Linked DNA regions of Xenopus tropicalis: region 2 is linked to region 1. Evidence: chromatin contacts called from public Hi-C data. All regions are on one chromosome and are shown on one strand. Each heading gives the region's core, a stretch centred on a gene start, on an enhancer-like site or on the middle of the called end of the contact. The rest is flanking DNA. Distances are from core to core; before and after follow the strand shown. Region 1 has its middle 72 kb from the start of cebpb. Region 2 holds the start of cebpb (CCAAT enhancer binding protein beta).

Region 1 (6,431 bases), core at 282-2,781:
TTTAACAACACCCCAGATGCAAGTGCCAGAGCACAATATGGAGTGCACAAGGTGCAGAGAGAAGCTATGGGGGACACAAGGTAGCCCTGACCTTGCCACTTACCACAGGACCTATGTGTCTCCCCCAGCCAACCTCTAATGAATACAATGCTGCATAATGAAGAAGCACTGCATTCACTAGGAAAGGGCAAAATTCTTTAAGCATTCAGTCTGGTTGGTTAAATGATGCCTGATGAAAATCCAGACATGTCAGCTCCTTGGTATTTTTAGGCAGACAGACAGTATTACAGATATCAGCTCTTTTCTCCCAGTCTCCCACAGAAATATAGAAGAGAGGTGGGGTAGGGGCAATATGGGGTGTGGCCAGGTTGTGTCCTGCCTTGAATCTCTTTGGTTCTGGGTTGGCATCTCTGAAACTGATCATAGTGTGTGTGCAAATGGTAAAGAGATTGTAAGCTCCGCTGGAGCAGAGTCTGCCGTAAATGATACAAGCTCTGTAACATGTTGATGCAATATAAAGAAAGTGTTACAGTTTCAGGATAATAATTATTGCAAAGCCCAATACCAACACAGCAAGATATTATTTTTATTAAGATTAAGACAATATCCTGTTCTCATACAAAATAATTTTAGCGCCCCCTAAACCAAAACATTCAGATGACCCAATACTCATTTCTATATTGCAATTATCACTTAAAGCCCCTGTACAATCTCTATACCAGTGATCCCCAACCAGTGGCTCGGGGGCAACATGTTGCTCACCAACCCCTTGGATGTTGCTCTCAGTGCCCCCAAACCAGGGAGTTATTTTTAAATTCCTGACTTGGGGGCAAGTTTTGGTTGAATAAAAACAAGATTTACTACCAAGTAAAGCCCCCTGTAAGCTGATACGCTGCATTATGGGTAAAAAACTATATGGCAATTGCATTGGAAAACTGCACTTTGCACACTGGGAGGAAAGGTAAATGAGCCCTAGTACATGTTATACAGGAATGGGATCCCTTATCCGGAAACCCATTATCCATAAAGCTCCAAATTATGGAAAGCCCGTCTCCCATAGACTCCATTTTATTCAAATAATTCAGAATTTTAAAACTGATTTCTTTTTTCTCTGTAGTAATAAAACAGTACCTTGTAATTGATCCGAACTAAGATATGAATAATCCTTATTGGAGGCAAAACAATCCTATTGGGTTTAATTCATGTTTTATTGATTTTTTGGTAGATTTAATGTATAGAGATCCAAATTACGGAAAGACCCCTTATCCGGAATACCCTTGGTCCTGAGCATTCTGGATAACGGGTCCTATACCTGTAGTGCAAAGGGGTGCAATAAAACTCCTAATTATAAAATATTATTTTTTGCCCCAGAAAATGTTTTTTTTTTTCTTATTTATGCAATTTTATTTATATTTTCTGTAGGCATGGTGAGGGTTAAGGTTATTATGATCAGCCTGTTGGATACATTGTGATTCGATTAGTCATTCACTTCCTGCCGTTCCTTCCTCAGAGCATTCGTCATCCTGATCCAGCTCTGCCATTGGCCGCCCTCTGTCCCCCCCTCCCTCCCAATCCACGAGTGTTTATGTTCTGCGTAGCCTGCTGACTTCACTGGAGGATTAAATCTTGTGCTCCCAAAATGCTGTGTCACCCTTGGTTATTAATGACTCTGGGACCACATGATGGAGAATTCTGGGAAGCTTGGGGAAAATTCCCAGAAGGGTCACAGAGTACAGTAAACAATTCCTGAACGAGGACCAATCCCAGTTCCCAAAAACGATCCTGTATCAAGTCCCAAACCTGTTAAACCAACCTACGCAGGAATGGCCTACGCGTGTACACATGGAACAGGCGTCTCCTGTTGCAGGGGGCACACTATTCTGCTGCCTCATGAAATATAATAGGGTTATAAAACAGCATTTATCATAGCAGGAAAATCTGTCCCTGCTTTGTATCATCGCTGACACTTACTGGCTATCTCTGCACTCAGCTTCCATAGCTTGATAAAATATCAAACAATGTAATGCAATATACCGAGTGCAGCAATAAAGAAAGCAGATCCAGTGACTGCTGGAGGGCCCAGTAAGAATAGGGGGCCCAGTGGGGCACTGACTGATAAGCAGGGTCAATATAAATGAAAGTTTAAACTTCAAACTAGAGAATTGCAGTGGAAGACTATAACTAATTTAAAAACCACAACATATTAGGGTTGGTTTGTCCCTGAGGAAGAGCACTGGTTGTGCTCGAAAGGTTGGAATTTTTTCAATAAAAACACTCTTTCTATTTTATATATATATATATATATATATATATATACTAATAACATACATAATTAAGTCCAGGAAATTGAATATATAAACGCTCAGCCTTACTGCTCACACGGCACGATGCGTCAATCCCCAATAGCCCACCGCTTGGCTTTTTGGAATATCACAGGAAAAGAGGAGAGCACCTTCACGCAGATGAACTGCTTCAGCCTTTATTAAAACCACTGAATACCCCATACACTTGAGAAAGGGCATGATACAGCCCGAAACATGTTGTGTGCTGTGGTTTGAATAAAGGCTAAAGCAGTTCATCTGCGTGAAGGTGCTCTCCTCTTTTCCTGTAACATGCATAATTATTAAGGATGATTTTTCAGTGGAATTTTAGAGGAAAGATGTGAAATAATGTTTACTTTACTTGGAGCCAGCCAAAAAATTGTATGTGTCAGTTCTTTGTAGGCTGGTTGTCTTATGCTTTTATAACTGAAAAAACATTGAAAGTCCACATACTGCTGGGACTGGTATTCTAAACAGATCTTTTCAGCTTAGGCAAACAGGGATTCTCCATGCTTTGTTGCTGATCATTTAAGGAGACATAAAGGATAAATGAAAAAACCTCTAATCTTGTCGCCAATTATGAATAATATATGGTGCTGGTTTTACTTTGGTCTAAAAATTAATACTATATGTAAAAATGGCCCCTTTATTGGAGCTCCCTAATGATGTTTCAAATAAGGGGTGGTCGTGTCCTAATGGTCCCTGCCAGAAGCACAGCAGGAGAGGGATAGCCAATCATAGCCCTGCAGTCACACAAGCAAAAACAGGCTTTGGTTCCCTATCAGGTCAGCCTAGCTGCTGATTGGTTCCTATCCTACAGTGCAGTGTGCTGAGTGCTGCCGGCCCACTAGTGAATTTTTTTAAGAAATTTTCAATCGATCAGCCTGAATCCCTTCTATATTTAGATGAGTATAATATATTGGCACAATATTGTTTTTCACACAAGTCCCTTTTAATCCATTTAGGTGCAGGTTCCATGGCTATTTGTGCGGTCTGCACCATACATTTGATGTTATTGTGTGCATTTTATATGTGGCTGTACTGAAGGGATTGGTAAGCAGCGGCATAACTTGAGGATCATGGGCCCTGGTGCCAAATCTACACCTGTCCTTACCTTTGCATAGGGCTCCCACCTCCCCATGTCAGAAACTTGCCACCACAGCTCAATGGGACTTGATGGCTCTGCCAGACTTCCTGCTGCAGTGCTGTTGGCCTCCAAATTGGCCCTACCAGTGCAGTTGTGCGTCTATCCCTCTGGTAGTTATGCCATTGGTGGCAAACTTAGAAGTGACACGGTGTTTGTCCTAAGGTGTGGTCTTAAAACTGGTGCTTATAAGAAAGTCAACACGTGGCAGCATGAAATGTCTGCGACTGGTAACCTTTGTGCTCTGGTGATCTTGTTGGCTATACTGTGAATTATAGTCAAAATGCCAAGAACTATACTCTACTGGAGGTCGCCAAACTCTAGGACTGCCCCCTCCCTGAGGTCCAGAGCATTGGCTGTGGGAAACATAACCAAAAGTTCATGTAAGGGGATTTTGGGATGAATTGCAGTTCAAATATTAGCTATGGCCGAAAGAGAAATATTTTCTGCCAGGGCCTTGAACTGAAAAAATCAGAAAACCAGTGCTATATTTTATGCTGCCCTTATTTTATAAGTATATCAAGACATAATGCTGCTGGCTCACTCTGCATGCTGGGAAATGCAGTTCACAACTATTAGCTCATCCCCTGTCTGTTGTAGAAAAGTAACTTTGAAAGATAAGATTGAAAGTACTATTTACTGCATTTTCTTGTCTTAATTTGAGAAGGAAAGGGATAATCCAATACACTGAGAAGGGTTCATCTCAGCTCCTGTTTACAAGATGATCAGCAGACATAAATATCACAAGGTGCTACTAGGAATGGCTTCAGTATCAGCAAAGTCATAGGGGGCAGCAGCAGGGTGTCAACAAACTCTAGATACGAGATTAGCAAGTGAAATGATTCCTGGCCACATCTAAAATAGGAATGGTAGAAGCATAATATATTGTATCAGCCAAGAGAAATACTGATCCACTTCTGGTTTCTCCGATCCATTTTCTTTACCAGGAAAAAGGTCCTAAGAGCACAGGGACTGCTAAGCAAATTGGCTGCACTTCTAGTTCAGCAGACTCAAGATTCCTCCACTCAGAATAGAAGCATCTTGCACACAGCCTCGGAATATTCCAAGGGAAGTGAAAGTCCAAAGTCTTGAAAGCAATGCACCATCATGATCATATCGCTGCCACGGAAATAGTGGTGGAGCACTAAGGAAATGTTGAACTTGCTAGAGAAGTTTCAAAGATGTGCTGAGATTTAGCATGTTGACCCTATCTGCCCAAATTTAGCCCACTTAACTTTGCTCATTAAAGGGGTCTTACAGCCTGACTTTGTCTTTACTGGGGTGCTTTGGATTGTATGATCTCTCTACCTAATCCTGCCCATCGCAAGACTTACATAGACTTTCCATGGAGGATCTAACATAACCCCTTTTAGGGACCCTAACACAGCCTCACTAACACATAAATGCCTCATCCCCTGCATTACACATGTCTAATTTACCACTTCTCTTCGCCAGAATGCATTTGGCAAGATAGGTACCAGGTGAATAGAAGTTTGTACAGCAATTGCATGTGTCTGCCCCTACTGGAAACCAATTTATGCAAAAACAGTGTCTGTTTGGTAAAATCTATTGGGACAATGGTTCTGAGACCCAGTCACAGTAGTAGAACCAGACTATATTAAGCTGTGGTGGCCAAACAGACCTACTGCTGCCACCATGTGTTACTGCCACTGCCTTGCTTTGCTGTCCTTATTGTTATCATTTCAAGTTGTTCTTCTCAACTTTCCCTACTTTTAATAACCATACTGAGCCTCACTATATGAGCGGCCCTGGGCACTCTGCCCTGTGAAGACCCCCTGCACAGTGGTTCCTAATCTGTGTGGTTGGCCCCTGTGGGATGGCCTAGAGCCATGGTAAGGCTAAACACCAATTAGGGTGAGTTTTATGGGCAACATGCAGCGTCTCACCTGTATTTAGTGGATCAGGATAGTGATACAGGCACAATCTAAAATAAAGGGCTACTAACTCATGTGTTCCTGTGCGATGGAACACTTGTGTAAAGCTGGCCACATACATGTAGATTTTTAGAAGATCTTTTTGTTTTCATTGGATGAAGCTTATCATGAAACAATCGTATAAAAGTATGATTTGTCCATCAACGAAAACAATCATTTCAAGCTATATCGTCTAGTTGAAGCTAGGAAAAACACCTGCTCGGTCCTGCAAACAATGGCCAAATTTCACTGTAAAAAATGAAAATGTTTAAACTTGCCCGATTGATTTTCCGACTAATGCCAGATAGCTAGATGTACAGTCGTTCGGTGCACACTAACCTTATGCTAATTTGATAGGTCCATTGTGACGTCACTTCCAGTTTCACAAGTCCATGGGTTGGGTGGTAAGTAAACCATTGTGGGTGCAGGTTGGGTAGCCAGTCAGTGGGTCCGGGTTGGGCGTGGGTCTGCAGGACTCTAGCACCAATCAGTAGCACTGCCAAAAAGAATGTTTAAACATTAAAAAACTGAATAGGATTGGGTACTGTATTACAAAGAAATAGAAAATCAATGCAAAAATAAAAATTGTTTGCTTAGGACTCTATGGAAAATGGCATTCCCCTATTTTGGAGGATTTTGGAGAATAAGTTTCTGAATAACAGATTCTGTACTTGCACTAAAAATGCTGTGCAATATATTGGTGCTTTATATATACCTGTTAATACTATTAATGATAATAAAATCTAAACTCAACCTCAGGACATAACAGTGTCACCGCGGGGCAAGGGGGGACTCTCATTGTGAGTGCAATTGTGCTTGCTGCACTGAAAGAGAAAAATTTCCAATTTCAAAATTGGAATTCAGCACTTACCATCAAGTTATCAAGTTACCACCAAGTTACCCGAAGCGGTTATTTGCCACTCCTGGTACCTTGCAAGACACTGAACCTGAGGCAAGTTTCTCATGGCTGGAGCACCTCTGCTCAACCTGACTGTATAGGGCTGGGATCCCCAACCTTTCTTACTCGTGAGC
Region 2 (6,378 bases), core at 3,842-6,341, 73 kb after region 1:
TAGAACTATAGCAGGGTGACTGTTACCCCAATGTTTCTATATATCTGTAACCTTGTTATGGGCTAAGGGGGCCCAGCCTGAAGGCCAGTTAGGGGGGGATTTGGGGTGAGTGCTTATTTGTGCCCTGCGTACCCCTAGAACTATAGTAGGGTGACTGTTTCGCCATGCTTATCCCTATATGTCTGTACTCTTGTTACAGGGGCTATGGTTATATGTCCCACCACAAACATGATTCTTCTAAACCGCATTAAGAAGCAGATTAAATCATTTGCAAAAATCTCACCCATATCAGACACATCACACAAGCATTTTCAATAATAAATAGTGAAAATAGACTTTATTTTAGCAAGTGGTTTCCATAACAGTCTTAGATTTTAATGCACTTTTTTTTTTAATTCAAAAAGTAAAAAAAAAGTTATTTGTAGGAATATTTTGTTTTTTGCTTGAAGTTACAACTCAGTGAGAATAGTCAGACAGTGCAAGGCTCTGCCACCCACACCTCTAAATCTACATCTCCCACAATTCCCACAGCTGGAAGAGAATTCTGGGTGTTGCAGTTCAGGTACCGTAGCAGATGACTATTATTTTGAAAATATCAAGGGGCTTACTGAAAATACAAAGGATCGGATATAAAGAAATTAACTGGCAAGTGACCAATAAAGGACAATGGTTCAATTCTAAATTAAAACATTCAAAAATGTTCTGCCAGAAAGTATCCCACCCCATAGGCAGAAACCATATTACAAAATTATTCAACGCAACCCAAAATATACAAATGCATCCCATATAGAAATAGATTTTTATATAATATAAAAAAAACATAAAACATCTTAACAGATTACACAGTTTATGGCTGGATTACACAGGATTGCATCATGTGTTCAGAGGTTGGTTGCAGCCATGTTTAACCTTATTGCATCACCAGGCATAGAAAAGATTGTTCTCTTTACTTTAAATAACACTTATTTTTAAAACCTCTGTTCTAGAAAAGAAAAAAAACAGAAAAACGAAGGTCGGGATTTGTAAAGATCTAAATCACCAGAAGGGAACTGGGTTCATCCAACTGCAGTAGGAAAAGGTGCAAAGTATCTAAAGCTGGTCCAGCTCAGATACATTTCTTCTTCCTCTATAAACAAACTGATAGATGTGCTCTCTGATACAAATTTTCAATAAATATATTTATATATATATATATATATATATATCTCTCTCTCTTTTGAATACAATTTTTTTTAAAAATAGGGCGTATATTATAGGCATGGCACAGATACTCACAGCCAGACCCTTAGGAATATTCTCAATAAAGTACAAGTATTGCATGTGTAACTCCCTGTACCAGCAATCCTGTGACAGAAGTATATATTTATAATATAATAGTATTTTCTCCAAAGTGCCAAGTCATTGCCCACATTTTGTCTCTGCAACACAAGAATGCCTCTTGGGCCGTTAGGTAGATGGAAATGGGGGCTCACAAAATCTTTAACTTTATTTTCACATTAGGGGGCCCAGACTGAAGGCCAGTTAGGGTGAGTGCTTATTTGTGCCCTGGGTACCCCTGGAACTATAGCAGGGTGACTGTTACCCCAATGTTTCTATATATCTGTAACCTTGTTATGAGCTAAGGGGGCCCAGCCTGAAGGCCAGTTAGGGGAAGATTTGGGGTGAGTGCTTATTTGTGCCCTGGGTACCCCTGTAACTATAGCAGGGTGGCTGTTATCCCAATGTTTCTATATATCTGTAACCTTGTTATGAGCTAAGGGGGCCCAGCCTGAAGGCCAGTTAGGGGGGGATTTGGGGTGAGTGCTTATTTGTGCCCTGGGTACCCCTGGAACTATAGCAGGGTGACTGTTACCCCAATGTTTCTATATATCTGTAACCTTGTTATGGGCTAAGGGGGCCCAGTCTGAAGGCCAGTTAAGGGCAGATTTGGGGTGAGTGCTTATTTGTGCCCTGGGTACCCCTGGAACTATAGCAGGGTGACTGTTACCCCAATGTTTCTATACATCTGTAACCTTGTTGTGATTTAGGAGGATACAGCCTGAAGGTAAGTAAGGGTCAATCTTGGGGTGAGTGCTGCCTTAGGCTACAGCAGGGTTATAACAATGTATATTACAAGCTAAAAGGATCCTGACTGTGCATTTAGCACGAATGCATCACCCAACAGACCATTAACATTTCCCCCAGTTATGTGTGCGCAATACCTTACAGGGCAGGCTGGCCAAGATACCAATGAAGGGCAAGGGTGGCATTCTATTTAAAGTCAAACCACGTGATTTTACCAAAATATCAAATCACAGCAATTGTGCTAATCTGTGGCACTAAAAAGGTTAAAAAGACCAAGATCTATGATTAAGGCCTGATCAGCAATAAGAAGAGCTGCCATAGCAGAACCCATTGAGACTCAGTTCACTGATAATAGTGACACGCTGAGGTTCTGCTGCAGCTGAGGTATGTAGGTTTTAAAGCATACCAGTATGAGCAACTATACCCCCATACAAGCCTTAAAGCCAAGGCAGGAATATTTAACCATTCACTATCCATTTCTATATAGACTACAATTCCCAGGTTCCCTTGTGATATTAGGAGTTACAGTTCACCAGGTAGCAAGTTTAGGATTCCTGTACCAGTCACCCCGGGCCTCTCGCCTCCTGTATATGTTAATGCTGCAGTGGTTCAGACTTGGCTGTAAAAGTGCACTGATACAAAGGGGGTGCCCGGGTTCGATTCCTGTTCCCTGCTTCTCGTGGCCCTGTGCCTCAGTTGTCAAGATTGCAAGCTCTACAGTACAGGGACTTGCCGGTATTAATAGCAAACAAAACTGTGTAAACCATACAGCCATTTATAAACAATAAAAAATAACTGCAATCATATAAACATAAATGTTCGCTCTACTTAACCCCATAAGGAAATGACCACAGTCAAAGTACAGGGTCCATATTGCATCAGCCTGCAAGCTAGGGGTAGTGGCTGCAGAGTTTAGGGAAATTGCTGTTGATAAAAACTTGGGGGGTGCCCCCTCCTTGCAGATTTTGGATGAAAGTTAAAAAAAAAAAAAAATCCCAATTCATAATTCTGGCCTGAATCAAATGGTTATTAGCAAAGAAATAAGTTGGGTGGGTGTGGGTTGTAGATGGATGCTCTTCCTTAATCGCACAGAAGGCAGGCGTTTTGGGGCTGTACCAGTGATACGGGTGATCTGCACCCAGGTGAGGCTCTTTGAAGCAGGCTTGAAGTGCTGGTTTCCACAAAAAAAAAAAGGGGGGGGGGGCAACGGTGTCTGAAGTACCCCCAGTGCAGCTTTAGCCCTCCACTGCCCTGCCAGTACCGATCTAATGTATCTGCAGGGGTGCATTTGGCACACTTGGTGATGCAGTTTTAGAGTTATCGCTACATTCGCTGTGGTGTAGATATTGTTTTAGGGGGTTGGCGGCTGTGGAAGAGCACCGCGATTGGGTGGTGCAAAACTCAAAACAGATAGTGAGGTGGTGAAGCGACAGAGTTCAGACTGGGAACTAAGTACTGGGGGTCTCCCAGGGTATGTTGTTTCAGAGAGAACCCCTTACGCAGATTTGAAGGATGCATGGTTAAAGGTTGGGGTGGGGTGCCAGCAAAACCAGGAGCAGGGTACACCTCGGATTCCTTCAACAGAACAACATGGTGTCAGATGCTGCAAGGATGTTCTATCCCTTTAGCAGATCTGGGTGTGCAGGCCTGTTGGTTGCAGGTCAGGAAGGAATACTCACAGTCCAGAATAGGGGTGCCATAGGCGTTTAGCTGAAGCTAACCTTGGGGTGCATCATTTGAGTGCCTGGTACAGATTTAGCTGAAGTCCCCCTTGGGATTTGTGGCTGTGGGTAAAGACAACAGCCCCCAGTTATTTGCCTGTGCAGAATTCAGGAGCAAAGGTTTTGGGTAAATACAGAATTGGGGGGGGGGGGGGGGGGAGTCCGCCAGTGCTGATTGTGGCACAGCTCAACTGATAATCCCAGTCCAATGTTTGGGCTTTGAGAGCACACTGACCCCAAGTGCAGGCTGATTATTATTATTATTGTCCCTAGTGCAGTATTTGGGAAGTTTGTTCCGTACCCATGTTTTGGCCCAGACAAGTCCATGGGTGGCACAGCGCCCCGGGTGCGGGCAAGTCAGGGGGTGCCACCCTTAGGCCTAGCAGCGGCCGGTAGCGGCCAGTAGGGGCTCGGGCAGCTGTTTGAACAAGTTCCGGAGGGTGCTGAGCTCCCGGGAAAGCTGCTCCACCCGCTTCTGCAGCCGCTCGTTCTCCGCGCTCAGCTCCAGCACTTTGTGCTGCGTCTCCATGTTGCGTATTTTCGCTTTGTCGCGGCTTTTCCGCACGGCGATATTATTGCGCTCCCGGCGTATCTTGTACTCATCGCTGTGCTTGTCAAGCGACTTCTTCCCTTTGCTCGATCCGCTCTTCCCGTAGCCTCCCCCCGTCGCCCCAGACGGGCCCCCGCTCTTGTTTTCCAAGGGGTTGGGGGTGCCCGGGGGACTGGAGGAGGAGGAGGCGCTGGAGATGTTTCCGCTGCTGCCGCTCGGTACCGTCTGGTAGCCCAGATAGGCGCGGACACTGTACGGTGACTGCATGGCGTTCTCCTCCCGGCCGGGGCCCTTGTAGGGTTCCAGAGACTCGAATACGGGCTCCACCTTGGTCTCCCCCAGCTGCGGGTACCCCGCCAGCCCTCTCCCGCCCGGACTGTACTCTAGCGCCCCCTTGCGCCCACACTTGTATTCGTCCGCGCCCAGCAGATCGGACAGAAAGTCTCCAGGAGGCGCAGCCGAAGGGCTCCCTCCTCCCAATGCCCCGGCTGGGGGCTCCAGGTACGGGCTGAAGTCTATGGCTCTTTCGTGTTCCCCGATAGAACTGTCAGGTCCGGGACAGCCCCTAGGCACTCGCCGGGGGACCTTGCCTACAAAGCCGGCCAGGCAGTCGGAATCGTAGTAGTCCATGGATCTAACGCCGGGCGGAGGTGGGAGACATACTGCTGCCGGGTCCCACTGGAGCAGGCGGTGCATGAAAGCAGAAGAGAAGGGTGACCCCCGGGAAGATTCGGCTCTATCGCTGCCTCAAACTCTCCCTCAGCCACTTCTGCTCACTAACTCTGTCAGATTCACTCTGCGCTCAGAGCCGCCAGGGGCCGTATTTATAGGTGCAGAGCCGGCTTACGTCACAGCGGCCGCTGAGGGATCAATGAGTTTGTACGTCTGTGATCCATTCTAGTCCCGTCAGCCCTAGTGCCGGCAGCAGGCAGGTAAGTACAACAGCCGGAAGGAAGTGTTCCCAAGGATTAGGTACCAGCAGGTAAGGAGATGGAGCTCTCATGCTCTGAGCCCATTCAGGCACAAGCACTGGAGAGAAGAGCAGGGAGCTGGTACCAGGAATGGCATTGGGCTGCTCACCCCCTGCTGGGGCAGGTAAGGAGATGGAGCTCTCATGCACTGGGCCCATTCAGGCACAAGCACTGGAGAGAACAGGAGGGAGCTGGTACCAGGAATGGCATTGGGCTGCTCACCCCCTGCTGGGGCAGGTAAGGAGATGGAGCTCTCATGCTCTGGGCTCATTCAGACAGAAGCACTGGAGAGCAGCAGGGAGCTGGTACCAGGAATGGTATTGGGCTGCTCACCCCCTGCTGGGGCAGGTAAGGAGATCAGCAACTGCTGCACACACATAGCAAGTAAAGCAGAGAGACTGAGAAAGTGAATGTCATTTCCATCACCCACTGAGCTTTTAGGGAGACAGAGGAGCCACTGCTGCCCCATTTGCTTAAATGGGAGGGATTAGGGGAAGGACTCTGAGACTTTGGCAGCTGCAGAAGTAAAGAGTAGCAGAGTAAAGTGTTATCTTATCACCCCCAACACTTTCTGGCATGAAAAGTTGTATAAAATACAATGGCGCTCAATGTCCTTTTAAAACTTTTTTACCCCTAAAACTTCTCTAGGGCCTTGGTCCATAGGGAGATTAGTCCTAGCGGTAAATCTTGGCTACTGCAGACAACCAATCACCCTGAAATGCTTTCTGGCAATAAAGTGTATCACCGGTGGGAATGTATAGGTGCAATAACGGAACTAAACATCCCCAGGCCTGGGTGCAGGGCATGGAGCTGGGCCCCCACACCCCTCTGGACACATTTTTTAGTGGCAAATGTGCACCGGTGCGAGTGGAATCACACCAATGAGAGCGTCCCATGGGCCCTGAGGGGATTTGGGCCCAGGTACGATCACACCCTCCGCACCCCCAGTAGTTCTGCCACTGCATACGCACTTAATTTCAAAGTCATCCAAAGTTTCCTGCAGAAAAGCTGGTGGGAAGGCATTTTGGGGAGATTAGTTGCCCGGAGTAGGCCAGATTTAACTGTGGGCAAC

What was found. Hi-C and Micro-C count contacts between places; a contact is called where the count stands out from the background.
Region 2: a contact with region 1 is called in a Hi-C map of liver, with 3 times the contacts expected there. The contact joins the promoter of cebpb here to the enhancer-like site in region 1. A contact is called at or near these places in 2 of 5 Hi-C or Micro-C datasets (brain and liver).

What each region holds. Positions count from the first base shown.
Region 1 is chr10:35,993,535-35,999,965 of UCB_Xtro_10.0, forward strand. No RefSeq gene overlaps it. Among named protein-coding and RNA genes, the nearest start is that of cebpb, 72 kb to the right of the region's middle. Within about 2 kb of position 1,532, at least 5 of the 11 cell types and tissues checked have an H3K27ac peak or open chromatin away from gene starts, as enhancers often do. A contact at or near this core is called in liver, where this site is marked.
Region 2 is chr10:36,063,240-36,069,617 of UCB_Xtro_10.0, forward strand. cebpb (CCAAT enhancer binding protein beta) reads right to left here and starts at 5,092. Exons shown (of 1, transcript NM_001035121.1): 1 at 321-5,092. The coding sequence starts at 4,602. The coding sequence ends at 4,165.